Linked DNA regions of Mus musculus: region 2 is linked to region 1. Evidence: chromatin contacts called from public Hi-C data. All regions are on one chromosome and are shown on one strand. The core of a region is the stretch at or near the end of the contact, and the rest is flanking DNA. Distances in the headings are between cores, read along the strand shown.

The links. Hi-C and Micro-C count contacts between places; a contact is called where the count stands out from the background.
Region 2: a contact with region 1 is called in a Hi-C map of pancreatic cancer cells, with 2.7 times the contacts expected there. The contact joins two enhancer-like sites. A contact is called at or near these places in 4 of 39 promoter capture datasets (the 3T3-L1 cell line, 3T3-L1-derived adipocytes, hippocampal neurons and 1 more), 1 of 15 datasets of contacts at CTCF or cohesin (pro-B cells), 53 of 484 Hi-C or Micro-C datasets (the 63-12 cell line, the AML12 cell line, B cells and 38 more) and 6 of 115 datasets of contacts at active chromatin or transcription factors (bone marrow-derived macrophages, a colorectal cancer cell line, double positive thymocytes and 3 more).

What each region holds. Positions count from the first base shown.
Region 1 is chr16:76,200,521-76,205,138 of GRCm38.p6, reverse strand. The region is part of intron 2 of Gm30507 (a long non-coding RNA gene); the gene reads left to right. Among named protein-coding and RNA genes, the nearest start is that of Gm30507, 47 kb to the left of the region's middle. Within about 2 kb of position 2,753, at least 58 of the 459 cell types and tissues checked have an H3K27ac peak or open chromatin away from gene starts, as enhancers often do. A contact at or near this core is called in DN3 thymocytes and Th17 cells, where this site is marked.
Region 2 is chr16:76,352,579-76,357,196 of GRCm38.p6, reverse strand. The region is part of intron 1 of Nrip1 (nuclear receptor interacting protein 1); the gene reads left to right. Among named protein-coding and RNA genes, the nearest start is that of Nrip1, 18 kb to the left of the region's middle. Within about 2 kb of position 2,181, at least 53 of the 459 cell types and tissues checked have an H3K27ac peak or open chromatin away from gene starts, as enhancers often do. A contact at or near this core is called in DN3 thymocytes and Th17 cells, where this site is marked.

The DNA of each region.
Region 1 (4,618 bases), core at 1,504-4,003:
TCCTTCCTTCCTTCCTTCCTTCCTTCTTTCCTTCCTTCCTCCCCCGTCCCCCTCCTCCTCCTCCCCTCCTCCCCCTCCTCCTCCTGCTTTTCCTCCTCTTCTTCTTTGTCTTGGTTTTTCAAGATAGGGTTTCTCAGTTAGTCCTGACTTTTCCTGGAATTCTCTCTATAGACCAAGCTGGCCTCATATTCAGAGATTTGCGTTCCTCTACCAAGTGCTGAGATTAAAGGTGTGTGACACCACAGCTTGACTCCAATGTCTTCTCTAATTCTTCAGTATCTTAAGGTTTTCATCGTAGGAATCTTTTGTCTCATTGAATAGCTTTATTCCAACATATTTTATTTTTCAATGCTAAATATTACTTTTTTTACTGGAGTAGGATTTAAATACATGAAATAATTTTGAGAGGTATCACATGTATATAGCGTCCTATACTAAGGCATTACATACATCTATTCATTTAGAACTTCAATTCCATTCTTTCAAAAAAAAATCCCCACCGTGTTCTAATTTTATATGGGTATTGTTTCTTAAACTTATTTTTGGTTCCATAAATGTTCAATGTTTCTATTATACATTACAGGTAGAATATTTTACTTTCAGCCAAAATGAAATGGATCCCATACTGGGGCTTACTGAGAAGCAACTGTGGCTTGTAGAAACCATCAGATATGTCACCACTCATGAAGAATAGAGGAAGAGGAAGGGAAAAGCATGGTGACTGCCTCAGCATTTTTAAGATCTCTTGTTCATCTTTATGTCAAGGGTCCACACGCATATATGTCTTTCTTCAAAAAATACTGGAAAACTAGAGGACATGGGAAGACTTACTGTAGAACTATTTTTGCTTTACTTTTGGGGAAATAAATGGAAGGATGTATATTAACTCAGAGTGGATATGCCCTTTGTGTATGATTGAGCTTGCTCTGCTATATAGTCATATAGTTCATTGGTTGATGTAGGCAAACTATGGTTATGAACTTGACAAGCCCTAACATATACATGGTCATAGAGTGTGAGGTTTTTTCGGTGTCTCAAGGAACCTCAGCATATTAGGAACTGGGAAGAATCTTGTTGAGACTGTAGTATGGTTGTTTGAAAAAAATACAGTGCAGGGCTTAGTGGTCTTAAGGTATGCAGTAGACTTCCATGGTGAACTACTCTAAGCCAGGCTTCTGAAAACTATAGTGCTCTATTGTCTCGAGGTTCTTTGGAGTTGTTGGAAGCTACAGGCCACCTCTACAATCTGTAGGGTAACTCTTTGTTGCCTTTCCTGATTCTCTTATGGTTCTCCAGAAATTTTTGGTTGCCTTGGTTTGGGAGTGCACAACAATCTGTCTGTACTGTCACATTGTGTCTCTAACATCAGAGACACATTTATGGATAAGAGTACCAGAAATATTGGCGGAAGGGTCAGCCTACTCTAGTATGACCTCATCCTATTACAAATTACATCTGCAATGACTCTACTTCCAAGTAAGGTCATATTTCTGGGGCCCCAGGAGTTGGATTTTAATGCAAATTTTTAAGGAAAGTAGCAATATCATTCAAAAATATTAAATATGTGATGTCCAAGCACTCACTGTGTTTTACATTGAAGAAATGATTAGTGGCTTTGGAGAGCACTGAGATCAAACTCAAAGCAAAGTTCACAGCAGTGGCTTAGTGAGTGTCAAGTGGATAAGGGTCCCTGTGAACAAGAGAAGTGCATAATCCGAAGTCAACAGAACGCTGAGGATTTGAGAGTCTTTGAGAATCCTAGCTGCTCATCAGTGTACAGTGAAGGAGTCTTAAGGCAGCAAGTACATTTTCTTAGTGAAGTAATATAGAATGAAATGCTCTAGTTCACTAAAGTTTATATTTATATGGTTACTAACATAATCATGTGTTTGGTTATGTGCTTCCTGTCAACACAAACTCTTAGACTATTACAGTCAGTTCAAAAACACTTATACTGACGTAAGCTTATTGGGTTATATGAGAGTACATGTATACTCACATGTTTTTCCATACTTTATAGTATTCCCCAAGAGTCAAAACATTGCTCAGTTATAAAACGTAGCCAATTTGTCATAACACAGTGGTCTAGAAAGAGAAGGGCATTCACAGTTTATAATCTGAAAAGACTGCTTTTCCCTCAGAGTCTAGAGAAATCACTGGTTCATTTTTCTATGAGGAAGTCAAAGTTTGTTCAACATTTGGAGTTTCTGACTCTCTGTTTCTCATGCACAGGACCCTGGGTTCAGTTCCCAGAACTAAAGAAACAAAATTGAATCCCCTTTGTTCAAACTTGGCAAGACAAAGTAATTAGCAGTGCTTCCAGGTTGTTTTGTTTCCTAGTGTATCGTATATTTAAATATACTTTATGTGTTGTGGATGTTTTTCAGTGAAAATGGAATGTTTTTATAGGCAATTAGTATTTTCAATTAACTAATTGATATTAAAACTGTGTATAGAAGGTTGTTTGCTTCAGGATAGTATTGGGTTTCAATAATAACTTTTGATTCAGGAAAATTCTATACAAATGTGTTCCTATTTCCTTTTCCTAATCTCTCTTGAGAAAGCAAACACGAGTGAATATGTACTTAGCATTTGTTGGTGGGACGGAAGGACTGCTTGGCTCAACTTTGAACCTGGAGCATTTTTCTTTCTAAATCAATGAGTCTTTCCTGCTGAAAGCTCTACTGGTAGAGAGAGAAGCATTAGAGCCCAGAAGCAGGGGAAACCATCCTTGACAGGTTCAATGTTGCCCCCCTCAGGAGTGTCTATGCAATGGAACGTTGCGATCACCGCCCAAGGGTTTGAAGTGCTGAGGTGCAGTCAAACCTTTGAACTTAGGTTGAAAGAGCAAGTGAACATAAACAACACAGAAATCACTCTTCTCCATCTGAACTGGAGGCCGAAGAAAATGCTCTCTATTTGTGTGTGCAGAGCCAGCCTTGCCCTGAGGGGAAAGATGATTCTTTTGATAGCCTGGGAAGTAGCATTTTCTGTAAGAGAAGTTCTTAGGTTATAGGAACTTTCTGGTGACTCACACTAGCTGGCTTCTTCGGTTGAGCTGGGCAGCCCATAATCTCTTCGGGTTCAGCTTTAGGAAATTGCCCCCTAATGGGCTTTAGGTGACAGGCAGTGTCTGGACGTAGGAAGGGGAATTATTGTAGTTGACCCAGAATGGACATGGGACTTTGGAACCTCCTGGATAACATAGTTGCTTACCTTCTTGTTATCAGCCTGAAAAACTTAATCAAGTGACACACTTTTAGTCCCCTGACTGTCTCATGACCAACGGGAAGATCTTAGGCAAAGCTCAATCCAGGAAGATTGTCATAAAGTTTTCGACTGGACTCTGCCTCAGGAAAAGTTTAGCGTGTCCTGGCTTGCGTTCATAATGCTGACTCTGAGAGCTTAAGGTTTTGCCTTTTTTTTTTTTTTTTTTTGTGCCCTTTGTGGTGTTAGGAAGCAATCACAGGAATGCACACATGGTAGGAGATGTTCCGTCATGCAGGTGTATCCCTAGCCTGAAGGAGTAATGTGTTCTGGAATACAGTAAGTAACGTTCTTAAGCTCACGTACAGAACACCATGTAGCAGATTCATTCCTGTTTTTACAAAGGCTGTGGAATGGAGGAACCATAGACTTGCTAAAGGTTAGTGATGTCAGGAATGAGGAAAGACTTGTTCACGTGGAAGAGAATCTCATCCAAAGCTATGGCAATACTAAAACATTACTGTGGCAGCTCTCTCTTGCACGTCCACGCTTGCCCAAGTTTGCTAGGCAGAAGACCCTGGAGTCCATTTCAGAGGAACGTTTTGTGTTCACAGTGACATGGCTGTCACTCTTACAAAGCATCTGCTTTCTGTGCCATTAATCACACTTCTTTTACAAATATAATTAAATAGAAGTGATGACAAATTGGAGTAATGCTTTTATCTTAATAGTAGGCTTTAAGTATTTGGCTGATGCTATGATGTCTTTGTTAGACACGAGAAAGAGGATTATAATATACAAAGTCATGAAATATTTGTTCTATGCAAAGAAAGGAATCCTCAATCATTTTTATTTACATTCCTGTACAACCTGGGTCAGTCTGCCCCAGGAAATTCTCTTTTCTAGAGAAGTCTGCACACTGACCTCGTAGAGTAAACTTAGAGCATGGAACAAAGTCAGCCAAGGCTTTTGTTTGTTATGCATAATTATTGCCAGTTTCCTAGACTAAGACAGGGAATCATTAGTCTAAATAATTTTGGACAAAACTGATTTATTACTTAATTTAAATTTTTTTCATGTTCTTTAGATAGTAAAAAAAAAAAAAAAACAACAACATTTCTCTTCACTTTAGGATAAAAATAACAAACCAATCCATTAGTTACATAATTTTAGATTCTACTTCACCAGAAACATGTATTTTTTTTTTTAAACAATTGATTTTATTTTATTTTTTTAAAAAGATCAAAGACAGTCAAGTCAGGGACATGTCTTTAGCAGTTTGCATTGGTATAGTCGATTTAATTAAATAAAAGAGAAAGTAGAAGAAATCCCAGTTAGTTATGGAAAGTTAAACTATGTTATAAATATGGCTAAAGTAAGGGAATTTGTATGCCTTATATTTTAAAGGCAC
Region 2 (4,618 bases), core at 932-3,431, 150 kb before region 1:
TCCAACACCCGGAGATCACTTTCCCTCATCTTCTTTTTCATTTTGTGTGATGTTTTTCTTTCCAGAAAGCTATGCTATACTGTTAAGATAATTGGTTTCCAGTTATACCAATATTTAACAATAAACGGTGGTCAAGTTGTGATTATAAACCTTGGCATCTATGTCTTGTAAATGTCCGAGGAGTGGGAAAATCCTGACATTTTGTGGCTGTTTTAGAACTTAGGATAATATCACAATCAATGTGCTAGGAGCTTAAACCACTGTCAGTGAGGTGGGCTTTGAAGAAGTGTCGAGAGAAACAATGTGGCCTTTTTATTAGAAAACAAAAATGCCACTGGAAGTGTTAGTGCAAATAAAAAGATGTAGCAAAGTCCACTGGAAGCAGTGCTGGGAGTTTGAACTCAGCCTCACACCCGTTCTGGTTAAAAAAGAGAGAGAGAGAGAAATTCCTCTTGTAAAGCTAAAAATTGACCTTGAATTGTATTTCAAAACGAAGCTCATCCAAAGCAAATTAATTTATATATACAAATAAAGCCTTCTAATTTATTACTTTAAAAGGACACAGTGGGGGTAGGGAGGAGGCTCAGTCAGCAAGGCGCTTGCCGTGTAAGCATGAGAACAAGGAGTCAGATGCTTAGAACCTGCAGTCTTTTAACACTTGGGCTGTGGACGCAGGGCCCAGCTAGACCAGCACGATGGGCTGGTGCGCTCCACCTTCAGGCAGAGCCTCTGTCTCAGAACATGCGATGGACACCCAGCCTCAGCTTCTGACCTCCACAGGCGTGAGCATCCAGAAAAAGAGAAGGTGACGTATGTGATCTGATGCTATTGGAGCGAGTTAGACATACAGCGTGGTAGGTGTGCACTCAACCCATCCCAGTTCTTCCTAGAGGATCCTAGGTTGCAGTGGGCTGGGCCCCATGCCATCAGAGGTGTTAGCGCAATGGAAAGCTGTAGGGAAGTCCATAGGAAGCCGTGCTGGGAGTTTGAGTTCAGCATCATACTCCTTCTGATCAAAAACTATGTGCGAGAATTTCCTCTTATAGAGCTAAACATGTTTTCACTTCTCTACAGAGAGAAGGTGACGAAGCACGGCTTTTGTAGTGTCGTTTCTCTTCCCCTAAGTCATTTTTATATTGCAAAAGGTTGGTTTAGGTGGCATAGTGTCAAAGGGTTTGCTTAGTAAATTAAATATAGGAGACTTGACTGAGAGAAGCATTTTGGGACAGTTTCCTGGGATAGTACATTAAACCCCAAACAAACAAACATTTGATGCTTTATGTTGGTGCTAATATATCTAATGTATATATTAGCTATATAATATATATTATATCTATAGATAATAAAAGAATCTAATATATCTATATATACCTATCTATCTATCTATCTATCTATCTATCTATCTATCTATCTATTCGTATTTTACAGCCCATCTGTGTAGTTTACTTTCCTTTCTTTAGGTGAATTAAAGTGTTGTGGTATCTAATTTATTTTAGACTTGCATTTTATTATGGTAGAGGAACTGTTTTATAGGGTTGTTGTTTCAGTGTATCTTGATACGTTTTGGCGTTTGAAGAGTACTCCTTGTGCCCTGTCATTTATGGTAGTGGATTTCTTTCAACCTATGGTATTTCCTTTCTTTTATTAATGCAGTATGACTGGACCCGAGACATTGGAAGTGCGGTCTTCTAGTCAGTTAGTGGAACATATGCTTGTTCCACTTATTAAAAATGAAACAGAAACTCATGGCTTTTTCTTTTTAATCTGGAGATGGAAAGATCTTGTGCATGTTATGTAAGCACTCCACCACCGAGCTACCACCTTACCCTCATAGATCTTTTTTTTTTAAGGAGGAAAGAAAATCTTAATTAAAATACAACTACATCAATTCCCCCTCCCTTTTCCAGCCCCCACCCCATTCAAATTCATGGCCTGCTTTTCTCTAGTAGTTATCTTTAAATAGGTAAATAAATGCAAAAGATACATAAAAAACAACCTGCCCAGTCGAATCCCTTTGCTATACTGGTGAGAAGACTATTTCTCCATTCTCTCCTGCTTAGCTTCTTAGTTGTAGTTATCTGTAGTTGTGTGTCTATGGGTGGGGACCAGTAAGATCCTCTAGTCCCCTCCCCCATGCTTGCATGTTGATTGGTGGTGTCATTGCCCAGACCTTGTTTATGCAGCCATATTGTTGAGGATTCGTGGGTGATGCCTCCCAGTCATTTTTGCCAGATACAATCTCGTAGAGGACTTCCTGTTCTCTGGCTTTTATTATCTTTGTGCTCCCTTCCTCCATAAGTTTCCTTGACCCTTATGTAAGGTTGTTGTGTTATATATGGGTCAACTAGGGAAACAATTATAAACAAAGGGTGCTGTATACATTACAGAGTTAGAATTTTAATATACATAACATCCTTTATTTATAACTGTATATACGTACACATATATTAGTTTCTAGAAATCGTTGTGTGATGGTAGAAAATACTAGCTCTATCATGTGTTTTGGGTTTTTTTTAATGCTGCTAAAGGATATGGAATGCCTCTTTACCCCAGTTTTAGGCAGATATGAGAGCCAAGAGTATGTGATGGACTTATTCAAACATATTCTTATTGTTCTGTATGTGATTGTAAAGTGGGCCTGAGTGTGCGTGCACAGATGTGCCGGCATGCATGGGTGCGTGCACCTGTTGATTGCATCACTCCTTTGATGTCTCCTAACTCGGGGTGAAGGGGGTGCTTCCTGTCCTTGTCAGTGGATCTTTTCTCCTAGGTACACGTCCTGCTTTTCTGTGTTCTGTGACCTTGCAGTCATGACTTCAGCCCAGAATAGTTTCAAAGTCATGTAAATGAATGCAATTAAGGTATTGCTTATCAACGTCCATAGTTCAGACGGAACCTTACTGGATGCAGAGGCTTGTTTGTCTCATGAGGAAGGTCAGAATAAGGTTAAATTGTATTACATAAAATGATACAGGGATGTTTTTATTAAGCTGATTGAAAAAAAAATGTCATAATTGAAAAAATCCTAATGTTTTTCCCCTCTAATTATCTGAATGTCTTCTTCATTTTTTTTTCCTTTTTGTTAGTTTTTTGTTTGCTTGATTATTCTCTGGAATAAACAACACTTTCAAGGAGATGTCTTTTGTCTACTTGTAAAGCCTTGGATTGGGACATCTTACTCAGTTACAATTCTAGGTGTAATGACGAGCACAGCTAAGCTGACAACTTGGCTGCTGATGGGAGGTGGCTCTGGGCTTGCTAATGTATGTCCTTAGAAGACTTGTGCAGTGTTGGTTACCAGGCAGGTGACACGGGACATTTAAACTGTAGGAAAGACAGTCCCACTACACGGGTAGGCCTATCGTCTGTGGGATAGACAGAGCTCCAAAGTAGACCCTGGAGGCTGTATGGAGAAAGGGCTGAAAGTGTGACTGTGTGGATATAAAGCAATTAAGAGAAAAATAAGTACCATTCACTCTCCTTTTGTGATTTTTTTCCAAAGTAGGTTGTACTCATCGATTCAGGATTTAAGGCTCCTGTTTACTTAACAGCTCTTTACTGAGAGTCAGCTAGATGCTCTTGCAACAGACATGACAGATACTTGGGGCCCGTAAAAGAAAAATGAGTGACTCCCAGTCACAATGAGAACAACAATAAGTAGACACAACATTACTGAGAGATGGAGTGTTATAAGCCTGTTTAGCTAGCATGGGCGGGGGGGGGGGGGGAGGCACCACACCAAGAAATCTGGCCTCTGTATAAAGAGACTGAAAGCTCCAAGTAAAATGAAGGTGAACTAGCTTCGTATTAGGTTCGTATTTTGGTTTATAGATTTTTTTTGTAATGTTATGATCCTGGAAAACGTATCCTAAGTTATGGATTAGACACTGAAGAGGCCAACTATGTAAACTCTTGAGTCCAGTAGAACAAAGATGTAGTAAGATCAAGGTGTGTCTATCATACCTTCCCAATCACTGGTTGACTGCACCGTTGGCCCATTGATCAGCATAACCATTAAAAGCCCATGCCTGTACAGTGGAGGCCATGTCTCTGCTGGCCAAATGTATCTTTCAGCCAGGAATATCCTTTGTAGCCTTTGGGCCGTCTGCTTCCCAAGATAGTTATATAGTTATGGATAGAGCTACAAAGTCTTAAGCACTTGTAAGAGCAGGGTGGAGGGTGGGGTGGCTCAGTTGTGTGGGTCTTGAATTGAGAGAAGGTGATAGTGTTGAGCTGTGGTTTCAAAAGTTTGGACACACCTCCAACCTTCTCCTTGTCGCTGCCACTTTGAGAGGATACAGACAGAAGCAGCTGGGTGTTTTAAACCTTTCTATGAATGTCAAGTACTCCCGATGTGGTTTTCCACAGAAATTCATCTCTATCCTAGCAAGGGAGAGTCTACTGTTAGCCTGAAGACAGGCGTCTAAGTAATTCTACAGCGTAAGTGGTTTCATCATTAGACGCGGTTTCATTAGCAGCCATAGTCAAGGGAAGCGTGCATGCCTATGTGAGACTCAAAATACAGTCGTCATCTGTCGCTTCTTGGAGATAAATTATCTTAGTCCACAGTTAATACTCCAGTTTCAAACACCTTATCGAAATCATTTCACGCACTCAA